2 separate regions of the Ovis aries genome follow, and region 2 is linked to region 1. Evidence: chromatin contacts called from public Hi-C data. All regions are on one chromosome and are shown on one strand. The core of a region is the stretch at or near the end of the contact, and the rest is flanking DNA. Distances in the headings are between cores, read along the strand shown.

Evidence for each region. A called contact is a pair of places that touch in the nucleus more often than the background predicts.
Region 2: a contact with region 1 is called in a Hi-C map of hypothalamus, with 5 times the contacts expected there. The contact joins the promoter of AEN here to the enhancer-like site in region 1. A contact is called at or near these places in 13 of 16 Hi-C or Micro-C datasets (blood, hypothalamus, liver and 5 more).

Annotation. Positions count from the first base shown.
Region 1 is chr18:18,875,077-18,882,613 of ARS-UI_Ramb_v3.0, forward strand. MRPS11 (mitochondrial ribosomal protein S11) reads left to right here. Exons shown (of 4, transcript XM_060401632.1): 3 at 761-859; 4 at 2,978-5,680. The coding sequence ends at 3,290. Among named protein-coding and RNA genes, the nearest start is that of MRPS11, 8.9 kb to the left of the region's middle. Within about 2 kb of position 4,350, at least 9 of the 54 cell types and tissues checked have an H3K27ac peak or open chromatin away from gene starts, as enhancers often do. A contact at or near this core is called in hypothalamus and liver, where this site is marked.
Region 2 is chr18:18,974,174-18,981,710 of ARS-UI_Ramb_v3.0, forward strand. AEN (apoptosis enhancing nuclease) reads left to right here and starts at 4,525. Exons shown (of 4, transcript XM_042235654.2): 1 at 4,525-6,453. The coding sequence starts at 6,335. LOC132658156 (a long non-coding RNA gene) reads left to right here. Exons shown (of 3, transcript XR_009597326.1): 3 at 435-1,230.

The DNA of each region.
Region 1 (7,537 bases), core at 3,100-5,599:
AAGGATAGTCAAGGTATCTGGTTGATGCAGCAAGAAATAGAGGTTTGACTTAATTTTTAAAATGATTTTTTTTATTTTATTATTTATTTTTGACTGTGCTGGGTCTTTGCTGCTACACGGGCTTTTCTCTTGTTGCAGCCAGTGGGAGCTGCTCTCTAGCTGCCGTATGTAGGCTTCTTGTTGCAGTGGTTTCTCTTGTTGTGGAGCACAGGCTCCAGAGTATTCCAGCTTCTGTAGTTGCGGCTCCTGGGCTCTAGGGCACAGGCTCAATAGTTGTGGCGCACCGGTTTAGTTGCCCCGAGACATGCGGGATCCTCCCAGATCAGAGGTCAAACCTGTGTCTCCTGCATCGGCAGGCAGATTCTTCAGGACTGAGTTACCAGGGAAGCCCGTGTTTTATTTAATTGCAGAAGGAATAGTTTATAGAGGACTGAAAAGAGTGATCTGATTATACTAGAAGAGATAAGGGAGGATGGGGAGTATGGATTAAGTTCTCTTTCTATCAGAAAGTCATTAGCTGTGTCCACAGTCAGCCACTCGGGGAAACAGCCACTGAAGGACCGTGTTCACAGATACCGTGTTCTGGCAGCACCAGAAGGGTTGGGGGCAGCAACCTCAGGAGCAGGTCAGGGCAGAGGGCTGCTGTCTTTTGTTACCAGTTTGTCTATGCTGTTGGCTTTTTTTAAACTACGTGGGGTTTTTTTAAATTGAAAAACAAATACCAGAATAACTTTACGGAAAATTTTTCTTCTAATTGCAGCATTTACCCTCCATTTCCCGGACAGGAAAGCTCTCTGAGGTGGGCAGGAAAGAAATTTGAGGAGATCCCAATCGCACACATTAAAGCATCCTACAACAAGTAAGTGGGGAAGAGACTCCTGGGCAGGGCTGAGGTGGAGGCTTCTTTCTCCCGCAGGGGGGCAGGCAAGCCACATGGGTCCTGGTGCACAACACCCTGCCCAGTATTCCTCCTCGTTTGGGGAAATCTCCTCTCTCTTTAGAAAGTTGATTCAGAATAAATGGAAATGTGAACTGGGTTCCCATATCATATTGCTAAAGATTCCTTTGCTATCCTTGGGAACTGTATTTTCTGGTTCTGCTCCAGAGCTAGAGTATATTTTAGAGCCAGAAGGTCTTCCCATGAAAGTGTAGTTGGTAAGTGTTGGTACTGGGAATGGCTGATTAAATAAATGAGGGAGATTATTTCAGAATATAGGATTTACTAACAAACTAAGCAAAGGGAAACCTCCAAATAAGGGTCGACTTAAAGTACTTGGCCTTGGTCCACTATGGACCAGATGTCTGCTTTGTGGGGCTGAGCGAGGTTGGAAGACTCGCATTCTGTGTGGCTTTCAGATGGTGCCGGGGAAGTTCCCAACTGTCTGTTGGCAGCGGAAAGCTTGCTGACATCAGTGACATCCTCATAGACTGGCCCACACTTAGAGGTGGGGTTGGTATTTGGTCAGCAGTGGCCTGCGAAGCAATTTAGAGAACAGTACAAAAGACAGTGGGTGGTCAGGGCTAGAGGTGGGGTGCCAGGCGAGGTGCCGTAGGACACGTTTCAGCTGTCATCTTACAAGCCCAGAGTCAGAGCCCCTGGGTGTCCCTCTCTTCTCGGGCTGATAACGGTATAGGCTAGTTCTCTTTGTTTCTTTGCTTTTTTAAAGAGGCCTACTCTGTAGAGCTCTGTTGAGGTTGTCTCAGGGACAAGCAATTCTCTTGTGGTTCTGTTTGGTGTAGAAGACCTAAGAAGCCTTAGGAGGGAAATGGCAGCCATAGCCAGGCCCATAGCAGATGGCCCCAGCCCAGGGCTGGCTCCAGCAGGTCACCTTGTAACCACCCTCCACTTCCCCTGCTTGTGAGTTCTCGAGGGCTCTTCAGCCCATGAGACCAGGTGGTGGTTAAGGGAGGAGTGGAAAGCAAGTCTAGGGATTTATGGAAGTTATTCTTAGTTTTAATTTAACTTGTTGAAGACTACTTATCTTTTAGAGATATATAATGAAATACAGATGAAATGATGGGTCTAAGATTTGCTTCAAAATAAACCCTTAGTAGGGTGTAGAGGGGAGTAGAAGAAACAAGGCTTAAAGATGAAACCAGATTGGATATGAGTTATTAATTGTTGAAGCTGAATGGTGAGCCCAGGGGAGTTCAGACGTTATTATATCCGCTTTTGAGTATATTTGAAACTTTACCAATAAAAAGTCATTAAAATCACCCAATGTGAAATTCTAACTTTACCAGTGAAAAGTCATTAAAATCACCCAATGTGAAATTCAGTTTCTTGGGGAGGTGGGGGGCTGGGGAATGCCAGAAAGGACTTTGAATCTACTTTAAACATTGTCTTCAGGCAAGATGTGAAGGGGAAAATACGCCACCCCTCCTGTGGATGACACTCAGCGCCCTCAGATCATGGCGCTGGTGTCGGTCAGCTCAGGCTGCTACAACAAAGTACCAGACTGGGTGGCTGAAACAGCAGACGTTTATTTCTCACAGTCTGGAGGCCGCAGGTCAGAGATCAGCGTGACAGCAGGGTCGGGTTCTAGCGAGAGCTCTTCCAGGCTGCAGGTGGCCAGCTTCTCATGTCCTCACGTGGTGGAAGAGACCACTGAGACGGGCCACTGATACTCACAAGGGCTCCACCCTCATGACCTCATCGCCTCCCAAAGGCCCCACCTCACAGAGCCATCACATTAGGGGTTTGAATTTCAGCATGAATCTAGGTGGGGGAACACAGACTTTCCATGCATAATAGCTTCTTGTAGAGTTTGCGACTTGTCAGTTTTCAGAGGTTTAGGGGTTGATTCTGACCTTTCCTGACACCTCCTACCAGAGTTCAAAAAACTCATCTGATAAGCTCAGGGTGGAAGCAGCTAAATGGTGTTTTCCTTGCTCACTGGGGCTTGTCTGGGCATAGGTTGGTGCTCTCTCACTCCCCTGAACAGACATCATATTCTGTACACCCCTTCCTCCCCAGCACACAGATCCAGGTGGTCTCGGCCGCTCACCAGCCCCTTGCCCGCGCCTCCTGTGGCACAGAGGGGTTTCGGAATGCCAAGAAGGGCACGGGCATCGCAGCACAGACAGCGGGCATAGCTGCTGCGGCGGTAGGTGTCTGTGTGTGCGTGCGTGCGTGCGTGCGTGCATGCGTACGTGCGTGCGTGTTCTCTCCGGCTCCCTCTGTGCTGGGCTCCACTTTCTGCATGGCTGATCACCAGGAGGAAGATTGTCCTTGCACTAGCCCTTCAGAAGCACGAGTTTGCCAACTCGTGTCGGGTCCCCTAACGTGATTGTAGCTAGAAGGAGCAGGGGCCAGCTGCTGAAGTCTCACAAGGCCTTCTGGATTTAAAGACCAGAGGGCTGGGTGGGTGGGGTGGGGTTGTGGTGATAGTCCATCTGGAGAAGGTGTAGTTTGGGGAGGACGCTTCTGCAGTACTAGACTGAGCATGAACTGCTGCAGATCTTTCTAGAAGCAAGTTGGCAGTGTGCCGCTGTTAGTGTGTGTTTATGGAGTATCTACTATACAAGCTTCCCTTATGGCTCAGCAGTAAAGAATCCACCTGCAGATGCAGGAGACTCAGGAGATACGAGTTCAGTCCCTCGGGGGGGAGGTCCCCTGGAGAAGGGTTCCTGCCTGGGAAATCCCATGGACAGAGGAGCCTGGCGGGCTACAGTCCGTGGGGTCGCAGAGTCAGACACGACTGAGCAGGGCAGAGCAGATCTACTACACACCAGATACTGTATGTTCATTATCTTGAATCCTCGAAGACCCTCAGTATTACCCACGTTTTAAAAGTCAGTTGGCATTCGGAGTGTGTCACTTGCTCAGCCGTGCAGCCAGTCAGGCTCCCTGAACTGAACGCCCAGGTCTGGGCCCAGAGCCTGTACACTGGCTGCTGGGACGCAGGCCCCACAAAGGGTCACACTGCCAAACCCAGAGTGTCCCCTGAAGGAGACCCTGACCCTCGAACAAAGCTCCATTTCCCTAAGTACTGACAGCACTGCATTAGTGACCATCACAATGCCGCCAACGGCCACTAGATGGACACGTTATATACACTTAGAAAATAATGTCAGTGTTACAGGTGGCTTCCACACGGTGGGTTGAGTGACTTCTGTGAGTTTTCCAGACTTTCTGTAATAAACCGCCTTTATAATCAAGAAAGAAAGCTTTCAACTGTAATGAAAGATTTAAAATGATTAAAGAATACTCTTTACGAGGGTATTGAGGCTCAGCCAGGAGTCCAGGGATTGTTATGGTCTGAAATTGTGCATTTATCCAGAGAACAATCTGAGCAATATTTCAAAGTATCCACTAGGTGGCAGTGCCGTCCCGGGCGGAAAGGGCCCCCAGCTGACTGCGCTCGTCTGTCTGCACTGCAGCGGTCAGCCCTCTGCTTCCTTCCCGGTCCTCTCCTGTTTGCCTGTGTGGGTTCCTGTCCCCTGGAGCTCATAGCCCTGTCACTCCAGGGGGCGGTAGCAAAGGCTGGGACTGTTGCGGTTCTTTCCCAGGGGCACTAACCACTTGCTGCTCCTTGGCAGAAAGCTACAGGGAAAGGCGTGACCCACGTCCGAGTTGTGGTCAAAGGCCTGGGGCCCGGGCGCTTGGTAAGTGACCTCGCTTCTTCACAGCCCAGCCTCTGCGCTTCGTCCTCCAGTTAGTGAGAGAAGTAGGGGTCGGGGCAGAGGAGGGACTAGACTTCCCTGACGGCTTGAAGTTTGTCTCCATTGCTTCTGATCCACTGAGCCTCTCCAGGCCAGCCCTGATCACGTAGTTTCCGTTTCTTAGATGCTTACTGAGTGCCTGCTGGGGACAGGAAGGGGGTCCCTGGGGCCTGTCACAAATGAGTCCCTCTGGACAGACTCGTGGGTACAGTGGTGAAGCTTGTGCCCCGGGTGCTGGGAGCCCTTTGGGTGGGATCACCAAAGTGTCCCCAAAGAGGTGACATTTCTACTGATTTCTCAAGAATGCCGAGGGACTAGCCAGGTGTGTTTATGAGTTTGGGGGCGAGGGGCACATTGCGGGCAGGGGGAACTACAAAAGCGTAATGCTTAAGACTTGTTTGTCTTTAGGTTGTAAAGGGCAGGGTGGGGAATGGCAGGTGGGACCGGGAGGTGGGCAGCACTGAGGGCCTGGGGGAGGGGTTGGGAGGAGGCCTCTGGGAGGAGGGGATTGGATGGCAGGCGTCAGAGCCAGCCTCCCCATCCCCATCCCTGTCCGAGCCCTGTCTGGACACCGGGGCGTCATCTCTGGTCTGTGCCATCCTCCTGTTCCTCCTGCCCCTTCCAGTCTGCCATCAAGGGCCTGACCATGGGGGGCCTGGAAGTGATCTCAATCACAGACAACACCCCCATCCCACACAACGGTTGCCGCCCCAGGAAGGCGCGAAGGCTGTGAGGGCCAGGAAGCCTGCACCTGATGTCGTCCTGCCTCCAGCTGGGCCTCGTGGAAAACGCACTGTCCAGCCTCTCCAGGCAGGGCTCGTTGAGACCCTGGGGCAGTAAGGGAGACCTTCACCTCCTTACTCGGCGGCCTTTGCTTGCTTCTGACGAGAGCGGTGTGGCTAGAAGTGAAGCCGTGCCTCTCTTGGACATGAGGGGAGTTAAAGGGCAGCTTGACCTAGACTCCCAGCAGTAAATGCTGCTTCTCTTCTGAAAAAATAAAATTATTTCTACCATCTGTAGTAGTTTGTGAGTTTTTGGTTTGGTTGTTTTTTGTTTTTTTTTTTTTTCTTTGCTTCCAGCATTGCAGACTTAAACTTCCCCCCAGTTCCTGAAAACAAGACTGTGAATTGAGGTAAGACCCTCAATGGAAGGAGTAAGATGTAAATATGGGCAACTAAGCACCAGACAACTTCCTCATTGGCTTCAAATATTTCCTCTTTAGCCCCTAAACCAAGGTTTCCCGAGCTCTTTAGCAACTTTTCTTATTAACTTGTAATTTGACCCCAAATTGAGAGGTTTTTGCCCCCTACCTCTGGAGTATTCTGATAGTAGGTTTCACTGTTAATGGAAATGTCTAAAGTTAGCCCTAACAATGCAGGAGAATTGTCCTGGGATGGGGTTTTCGTAAGCGTGAACCATCAGCTCTGCTACATGGTCTGTGGTTACCTAAATGGGAAGGAGATCCAACAAGAGAGGGAATATATATAGCCACTTCACTTTTCTGTACAGCAGAAACTAGCACAATATTATAAAGCAACTAAACTCCAAAACAAATTTTAAAAATAAAGATGTTAACCCTTACATGTAAAAAAGATAACCAGCGTGAACCATCAGAGATTCCCCACAGTCAAAGCATCTTTCCGCATTCCATGGGCGTCAGCAGTCCCAACACCCAAGATTGTGTGGCCCTGAAGGAGGACGGGAGAGTGGTATGAAACAGGAATTAGTGTGGATGGTGGGATGGGTGAGCGCAGAGCCCAGACAGAAGTGCAGGAAAGGGAGTCCCCAGCCAGGTGAGCTCAGCCGGTCCCACCAGGTAGCACTGACTGCTCAGCCTGGGCTCTGGGGTCACTGGATGCTACACAGAAGCCACAGGTGGGGGCTCCAGGGGCCCAGCCAGAGAGACCCCTCCCTCTTCCTCGGACAAAGAGGACCAAGGATGAAAGCATCACAGGAGATGGAAAGGTGCACGACCCTCAGAGGTGAGTCTACAGGAAGGGCCTGCTGACCTGACAGGTGTCACGTGGGCCCAGCCAGCCAAGCGCTGCTATTTGCCTGACCTCCGTGTAGTAAGTCCACAAACGCCCTCTCAAATAGGGAAGCTGCTGTGCTGTACAGGCTAGAGAAGGGAGAAAGACCATGATCTAAATGTGCATTTAGGAGGAAAGTGTCTCCCTGCTGCCTCCTCCATCCTGAGCAGGACCTGTGAAGGATACTTGTGGCCAGTGACTAAGGAACCCAACTGAAGGTTTCTGGTGTTAGAGCCACTGCCAGAGGGAGTTAACACTTTGCACCGTAAAACTGCATGTGAGCATGATGCTTAAAACACAGGGCTCGTGAGGGCCTGGAGCAGTTAGTTAATCAGAGCAGGAGGCAGATGGTTCAAAAGAGGGGCTTCCTGGTGCCTCAGATGGACCTGGGGTCAATCCCTGGGTCAGGAAGATATCCTGGAGAAGAAAAGGACAACCCACTGCAGTATTCTTGCCTGGAGAATTCCATCAACAGAGGAGCTGGTGGGCTGCGGTCTGGGTCCGCAAAGAGTCAGACACAACCGAGCAACTAACAATTTCACTTTACAGAAGTGCGGGCAGGGTCAGGGGATAAGCACGTTGGAGCCCTTGAGGACCAGCAGGGGCAGGAGAAGGACCTGTCCCCTGAGCCTGGCCAAAGCTCCAGTCACGGGAACACAGCCTGTGCCAAAACTTCGGCCCCGCAGAGGCAGAGTGAAGAAACACCCTGACTGCTCCAGCCTCTGACCACCCAACATCCCCAACGGCTGAATCCAATGAGAACCAGAACACAGGGGAGCTTCTGGTCCATCCTTGGAGGGCATGCTTGCCAGGCAGGGGGTGTGGAACAGATCCAGAGGGGC
Region 2 (7,537 bases), core at 3,275-5,774, 99 kb after region 1:
AAAAAAAGTCTTAAAAATAGGCATGCAAGGAAGGCAGAATGTTGCTTCGAGAGTTTGGCTTGATGGTTTGTAAGGGCAAAGCACAAGTCAAGTCATACGTCTCAAGTGCTGCTTGATGTACAAGGTAGAGGGAGAAAGGGCAGGACTTGGATCATGGGCTTTCCCGCATCAAGCCCGGCTCAAGGGGTCTGTTATAGGGGAGCCCTACTCTTTGTGGAAGGAGGAGGTAGGTTCATTTAAGGAATGGGAGGGTGAGGGCCCTAAAGTTTGAAGTTCACAGACAAGATATGCCAGTATTGGGCCATCCATGTTGTATACTTGAGGACTTCCAACTTTTTTGCTTGATAATGTCTTGTCATAACCCTTGGTAGTTATAAAAGATGTATTGGAAATATTGACTTTTTTTTTTTTAATGTGTCTGTATTCATTGGAAGGAGTGATGCTGAAACTGAAGCTCCAACACTTTGGCCACCTGATGTGAAGAGCCAACTCATAGGAAAAGACCCTGATGCTGGGAAAGATTAAACGCAAAAGGAAAAGAGGGAGGTAGAGGATGAGATGGTTGGGTAGTATCACTGACTCAGTGGATATGAGTTTGAGCAAACTGTAAGAGACAGTGGAAGACAGGGAAGCCTGGCCTGCCTCCACGGAGTCCCAAAGAGTCGGATGTGACTGAGAGACTGAACAACAGGGACTTCCCTGGAGGTCCAGTGGTTAAGACTTGGTCTTCCCTTGCAGGAGGTTTGGGTCTGATCCCTGGCCGGGGAGCTAAAATCCCACATGCCTAGTGGCCAAAAAACCAGAACATAAACAACAGAAGCAATATTGTAACAAATTTAATAAGAATTTTCAAATGATCTATGTAAAAAAAAAATCTTTAAAACATTTTAAAGATTTGTTTCAAACTGCTATATATATCATAGCAGTTTGATACCAACATTAACCATTTTTTAAAATACATGAAAAAAGCTCTTACTGACAATGTTAAATTTTATCTGAGCCCTGTGCTCCTGGAAAACATCAATGGTGCAATGGTGAAGAAATTTCCCCTATCCTTTTGTGTTCCAGAAAATAGTTACTGCAAAGAAATACGATGCCCCATATGACTGGGGTAAAACTCCTGGATTGAGTCCTGGCACCGCCACTCCAAATTCCTCTTCTTTGCCTCATTGGTGATTAACTCAACTGTTGGACCTATGGATCAATTGGAATAAAATGCTTATAACCAAACATTGGTTAAGCTTCTTTTCTTCCCTCAGGTCCCTTGAACTTTGGCCCACCCAGAGCCAGTTTATAATCCCTCTGGATCCCTCCAGAGAATAGGCTGGCCTCAGGGTAAAACAGAGAAGGCAATGACAACCCACTCCAGTACTCTTGCCTGGAAAATCCCATGGACGGAGGAGCCTGGTAGGCTGCAGTCCATGGGGTCACTAAGAGTCAGACACCACTGAGTGACTTCACTTTCACTTTTCACTTTCATGCATTGGAGAAGAAAATGACAACCCACTCCAGTTCTTGCCTTGAGAATCCCAGGAACGGGGGAGCCTGGTGGGCTGCCGTCTATGGGGTCGCACAGAGTCATACACGACTGAAGTGACTTAGCAGCAGCAGCAGCAGCAGCAGGGTAAAACAATCTCCAAATCTAATATCTACTGATATAAAAGGATCTGGTCACTCTTGCTTCCACAGTGTATTCTTTCTGGCCCTGTTTTCTCCTCCCTATAAAAGGAAACTCTTTTTGCCTAACTCTTAAGAATTAGCAGAGCATTTTCTCTATTGCAATAAATCTCTCCTCCCAATCATCCACCCCACTAATCCTTTCAAACAGTTTCTCCTTACTTAATCTGGATTTGTTTTTTTATTTATGTGCAACATTCTTTGTTCTTCTTCAACTTATATTTCCATTCACCTTCTGCTATGGCGTTTTATCCTAGCATCATCTGTTTTCATGTTTGGTAATATTTTCTGGAGAACCTGATCACATTTTAATGCCACGAAACTGTACATCCATTTGAACTTGTTAACACTAGAAAAATGTCTTGTGACCCATAAAGTTTCCAAATGTGATTCTTTTTTTCTGTCTTGTGACCCATAGGGGTCTCAGTGTTATATTTTTTCCTTCCGGATTGAGATATTGTTGCAATTATTTGTATTGCAAATGAGCAAATGATAAATACACAGCATTTCATTGTCCGAGCAATAATCTTTAAACATAAAAAGTAAATTTTCACTAGAAATGCCATTGGAAATGTGTCCCTTTAAGAGATTGAACCAGTTCTTTTTTCCATCAAATTTGTAAATCCAGGGATGATTATACTTTTTGTGAGAATGAGAAAGAGTTGGGCCTTCCATTTTGTTTTTATGGATGTAAGCACTAATAAACATTGTTCAGATAAAAGACAGAAGTGGAAGGAAGTTTTCCTAGCAATGACTCTCAATTCTTTTGATTCCTGATAATTATCCAGCCTCAAAACAATGTTTTTAATGACCTATTAGCTGACAACATGATTAAATCCTCCTTGGATCATAGCAAAAGCAAAGAATCGGAAACCAATAGACTGGTAGAAGGGTTTCTTGCCAGTCCTGGATCATAGCCCGTTGTTGTTGCTGTTCAGTTGCTGAGTTGTGTCCAGCTCTCTTGTGACCCCATGTAGCCTACCAGACTCCTCTGTCTATAAGATTTCCCAGCAAGAATACTGAAGTGGGTTGCCATTTCTCTCTCCAGGGGATCTTCCTGATCCAGGTATAGAACTCATGTCTTCTGCTTGGCAGATGATTCCTTACTGCTGAGCCACTTGGGAAACCCAATTCATATTCAGAATTGGGAGACTCCTTTATTCCTAGGGCAATGTTGCAGAGCAAAGTTTAGACTGGGTGTGTGTCTGTGACTTTCCTTTGTAAAGTGGGAGACAGCTGGTTATACAAGGGGAGAGGGAAGCTGGACTTCAAAGACTCCAGTTCCATTCCCAGGTCTAGTCCCACAGGAGTCGAGGTTCTGGTAACTGACTCTCTTGAACCCCTTCCTGTCCCCAGAGTTGCCTCTGACAAAGTCACCTTGTCTGAAAACAGCTACTCTGCATTCCTTCCCTTCTCTGTCCTCTCAACGCTGCCTCCTAAGGAGCTCAGGAATCTGTCCCAGGCTGTTTATCCTCCCTACCTAGCACTCTGGTTGGTCTTCCCACATGGTGCAGTGGTAAAGAATCTGCCTGCCAAGGCAGGAACACAAGAGATGCAGGTTTGATCCCTGTGTCGGCAAGATCTCTGGAGAAGGAAATGGCAACCCACTCCAGTATTCTTGCCTGGGAAACCCTGTGGACAGAGGAGCTGGTGGGTTACCGTCTACGGGTTGCAAAGAGTCAAACACAGCTGAGCAGGCACACACACGTGCACCACTTTGGCCATTAGGATCTTATCCTGCCGTAGTGTCCACAGTCACCTGCTCCCACTCCTTTTTCTCCAGGCATGGCCCATTCCTCTCATACTGCAGCCAGGGTGAGCTCCCCCAAATGTAGATCTGCTGGTGAACCAGCTCTGGCTGAAACTCTTTCCATCTCCTCCAAACCATCAAGAATCTGAGTAGGAATGCTTATCTCTCCAGCGGCCTTATCCTTTGTCCTGCTTCCCTTAAATCTATATTCTGGTCAGAAATAGGCCCAGGTACCTCTGACCCTCTCGTTACCTTGCGATGGCACTGCTGCTTGCAAAATGGAGCTAGAAGGAATCTGACTTCATAGGTAAGGGTCTTGGTTTGGATTTGAGCTGTTTTTCCTTAATTTCTTTAAATGTCAGTCTCCCTAATTGTGAAACAGAGATAATATCTCAAAGAGTTCCTCAGACTAAACAGGTGTTTTGCCTGGCATACTGTTAATGCTCAATAATAAATGCAAGCTCTTTATTATTGTTTTTATTACTCACGTTGCAGTAAGTTAGCTGTTAACTTCTGTTACTGTGCCAAACTGTGAGCAACTAGAATCTCCACCAACGAAGCTTATTCTATGTATCCCACTGCGGAGCCCATGGCAGGAACGTATTACTTATGAATAAAGTACTGCAAAAGGACCAATGAAAAAAATTGCTCCGAAGAAGCAATCCTAATTTTAAAAAATCTTTCTTTAGTGCTTATCAGGTGTATTACTCTTTCACCCAGTCTCCTCAACCCTGGAGGAGGAAGGGGCCAACTTTTTCAAATGTGGGTGTGTACACAGTAAGTCATTCTGCTTTTAGTGGCACGGAGCTCATAAGAGTCCACATCCTCACCCAGGGAGGGGGATGAATTGGAGCCTGGGGACCTAGGTGGGAGCGGACCCTGGCGAGAAAAGAGGCCACAGTCCCCTCCAGTCGGCTTTAAAATTTTCCGCGGGTGGGGCCCGCCTGGGCACAAACCACGCCCCTCTTGGAGTCCCCGCCCCTTATGCGCCCAGTGCCAACCGGCAGCCAGCCAGGCTTCCGACCAATCAGAAAAGGCCTTAGGCGGGAGCTGCCGTCCAGCTAGCCAATAGGCGGGCGGCCGCAGCGGGCTTGCCCGGGCGTGTAGCGGCTGCCGGCTGCCTGGACGCCACGTGCTGGCGTGAGGGGACTCGTGGGGCTTTCAGGTGATCTCGGGGACCCTGCCGGGGATCTCGGGGTGGGGCTGGCTGGCGCGACATGTCCAGGCCGCGGAGGGCCCCCGCGAGGTGTGTCCGCCCCCGACTTGTGGCCGGGGACTCCCGGCCGGGCCGGCTCTGCTCCCGGGGCCCCGGGAGTGCAGGCCCGGCCCGGGGCGCCTCTTGGCCCGCATCGCGCCCTGCTCTAGGGTCTCGGGTCTGAGTGGGTGGCGCTGGGCAGTGGGGCCGGGCCTGGTGGGCGTTGGCCGGGCAACCGCGACCCCTGAGTGACCAGTGCTTCAGTCCCTCCCTGGTGAGGCCGGGCCGCCCGCAAGTCACTCCCCGGAAAGCCGGCGGCCATGGGAGACTGAGCAGGATCTCCTCGGACTTTCTTGTCTCATTTTAACTTTTCAGCAGCACAGGGGATCTCATCGAGCCGGCTTTTCTCAAATTCCGGCGATTATTAGTGTCCTGTTGCGGGGGGCGGGGCCGCGCAGTCTGAAATAGATTCGAGGGCCCTTTTCCCCAAATGGCAGTTGAGAAGGTGTGGGGGTAGGCTTGGAAATCAGACTTTTTAAACAGACTTCTTAATTGTTTCTGATAATGAGCTGCTTTTTGGAGGTGGGTTGCCTGGAGAATCCCAGGGATGGGGGAGCCTGGTGGGCTGCCGTCTTGGGGTCGCACAGAGTCGGGAACGACTGAAGTGACTTAGCAGCAGCAGCAGCAGCAACCTAGTTCGACGCTGGGTTTAATAAACCCTAGTTTTAAGTTAGGTCAGCCATCCCCAACTTTTATTGGCACCAGGGACCGGTTTGGAAGACAAATTTTCCCATGGACTGGGAAGGCAGGGTGGATGGTTTCTGGATAATTCAAGTGCCTTATGGTTCTTTCTCATTTAATGGGGCTGCTGATCTGACAGGAGGTACTGGTCTGTGGCCCAGAGGTTGGGGACCCCTGAGTTAGGAGACAGTGTCTTGGTCCTGTTCATCTAGCTCTTTAGTGCCAGAGCAGGGTCTAGACTGCCCATCTTCCTGATAGCCCACAAGTTGGTGGCCCTGAGGCCACTGGCGATTCTGACTTTGGAGTTCCTTTGCCCAAAGGCCTGTTGGCTGCTGATTCAGATGTTGGTTCTGGGCGGGAGAGAGATTTGTTTGCTTCACTGAAACATTTGTTGTTTGAGCGAAGCTTCTGCCTAGCTTCACTGAGCTCCGTGTGGCAGCCCAAGATGAGGACTGTGTGCTCTTGATGATTAACTGTTGGTTCTGATGTGTCAGCTAAGTCAGGACATGTAGAAGAGGACTGCTTTCATTTCTTGGAACAAAGAGCCCCGAGACCTTTTTTCCCCCCTCCTCCATGTGGCTCTGCGACCCCACGGACCTCCAGGCTCCTCTGTCCGTGGGATTTCCCAGGCAAGGATAACTGGAATGAGTTGCCATTTCCTTCTCCAGGAGATCTTTCCAACCCAGGGATCCTGCATCTCCTGCATTGGCAGGTGAATTCTTTACCACCATGCCACCAATTTCTGGCCTCTTTGAAACTTTGTCAACAGGTTTAGGGAGGCCATCGACCCTAGTCCAGGCCTCCTGACCTTGCAGGGTCCTTGGCCATCTCAGAGAAGGACAAGGTCCCTCCTCCCCTACAGAAGGCAGTTATTAGCGGCTCTCTGTCTTCTTAGACCTCATTCTCCCCATTACTGGGCCAAGGCAAGTTGAGGTTCTGTATCTGTCAGCCTCAGTAGGTGACTTGTGAATATGAAGGTGATTATAGTTGAGAGCCCCTTTAAAAAGGAGAAGGGTTCTCGGGGGAAGGGATCAGGAAGCAGAGGGAGGATGTCATGGAGACTCCTGTCTGGCCCAGGCATCACCGCATGGTAGGTAGTTCATCTCTCCTCCCATTTCTCTTAATCTCTGCTGCCCTTGTGCAGAGTCCTATGTTCTTTCTCCAACTCTCTTCCTTTAAGGCAATTGTGATCCTGTCCCTCTCTCCCTAAAACTCTGGAGATTGATGGTTCCCACCTACCTTTGGATGAAGCCCCAACTTTGACTTTTCTCCAGGGACAGTTCTCCCTGACTATCCCCGTCTCCTCGCCCCTACCTCCTTTCTTTCCAGTTGCTGCATCCAAATCCTTGCTTTCCCACCATGAGTCTGTCCTGCCTCTTGGACTTTGTGTCCATGTTTTTTCCTGTCTGCATGCCCTTCCCTTCCTGGGCTGACTGGTAGACCTTTCTGAAACCCTTCAAAGTATCTCCTCCACTGCCAGGCCTTCTCTAACTTAGCGCTTCTGCTTTTTAAATACCTGGCCTGATGACAGTCATGGGTCCTTCCATATATTTATGTGTGTGTGTGGGTGTATGCAGGGGGTTTATAATATATACATAAAATAAATGTAAATATGTAGCGTAATGGGGATTTGGCCGCAATAAAAATATATACTAACCAGTTGAAAGCCTAGGATACGACACTGTACTGACTCCACAGAAAATCCCTTTGATACTATGAAGAATAGTTGATTCAGGAGTTAAGAATGAGCAGCTCAATTTTAATCAGATGTACTAGGAAACAGCATTTTCATGAATACAGTTGCAATTAAAATTGGTCACCTATAAAGATTTTAAAGGCTATATCAAAGTATACAGTCTAGATGAAAGATGGATTAATGAACCAGGAGACTGAAATAATGGGGTGGGGAAGGGAAGGATTGGGAGTTTGGGATTAGCAAATGCAAATTATTACAAATAGGATGGATAAACAAGTATAGATAGCACTGCTGCTGCTGCTTAGATGCTCAGTCATGTCCAACTCTTTGTGACCCCATGGACTACAGCACGCCAGGTTCCTCTGTCCATGGGATTTTCCTGGCAATAATACTGGAGTGGGTTGCCATGCCCTCCTCCAGGGGATCTTCAGGACCAAGGGATAGAACCCTCGCCTCCTGCATTGCAGGTGGATTTTTT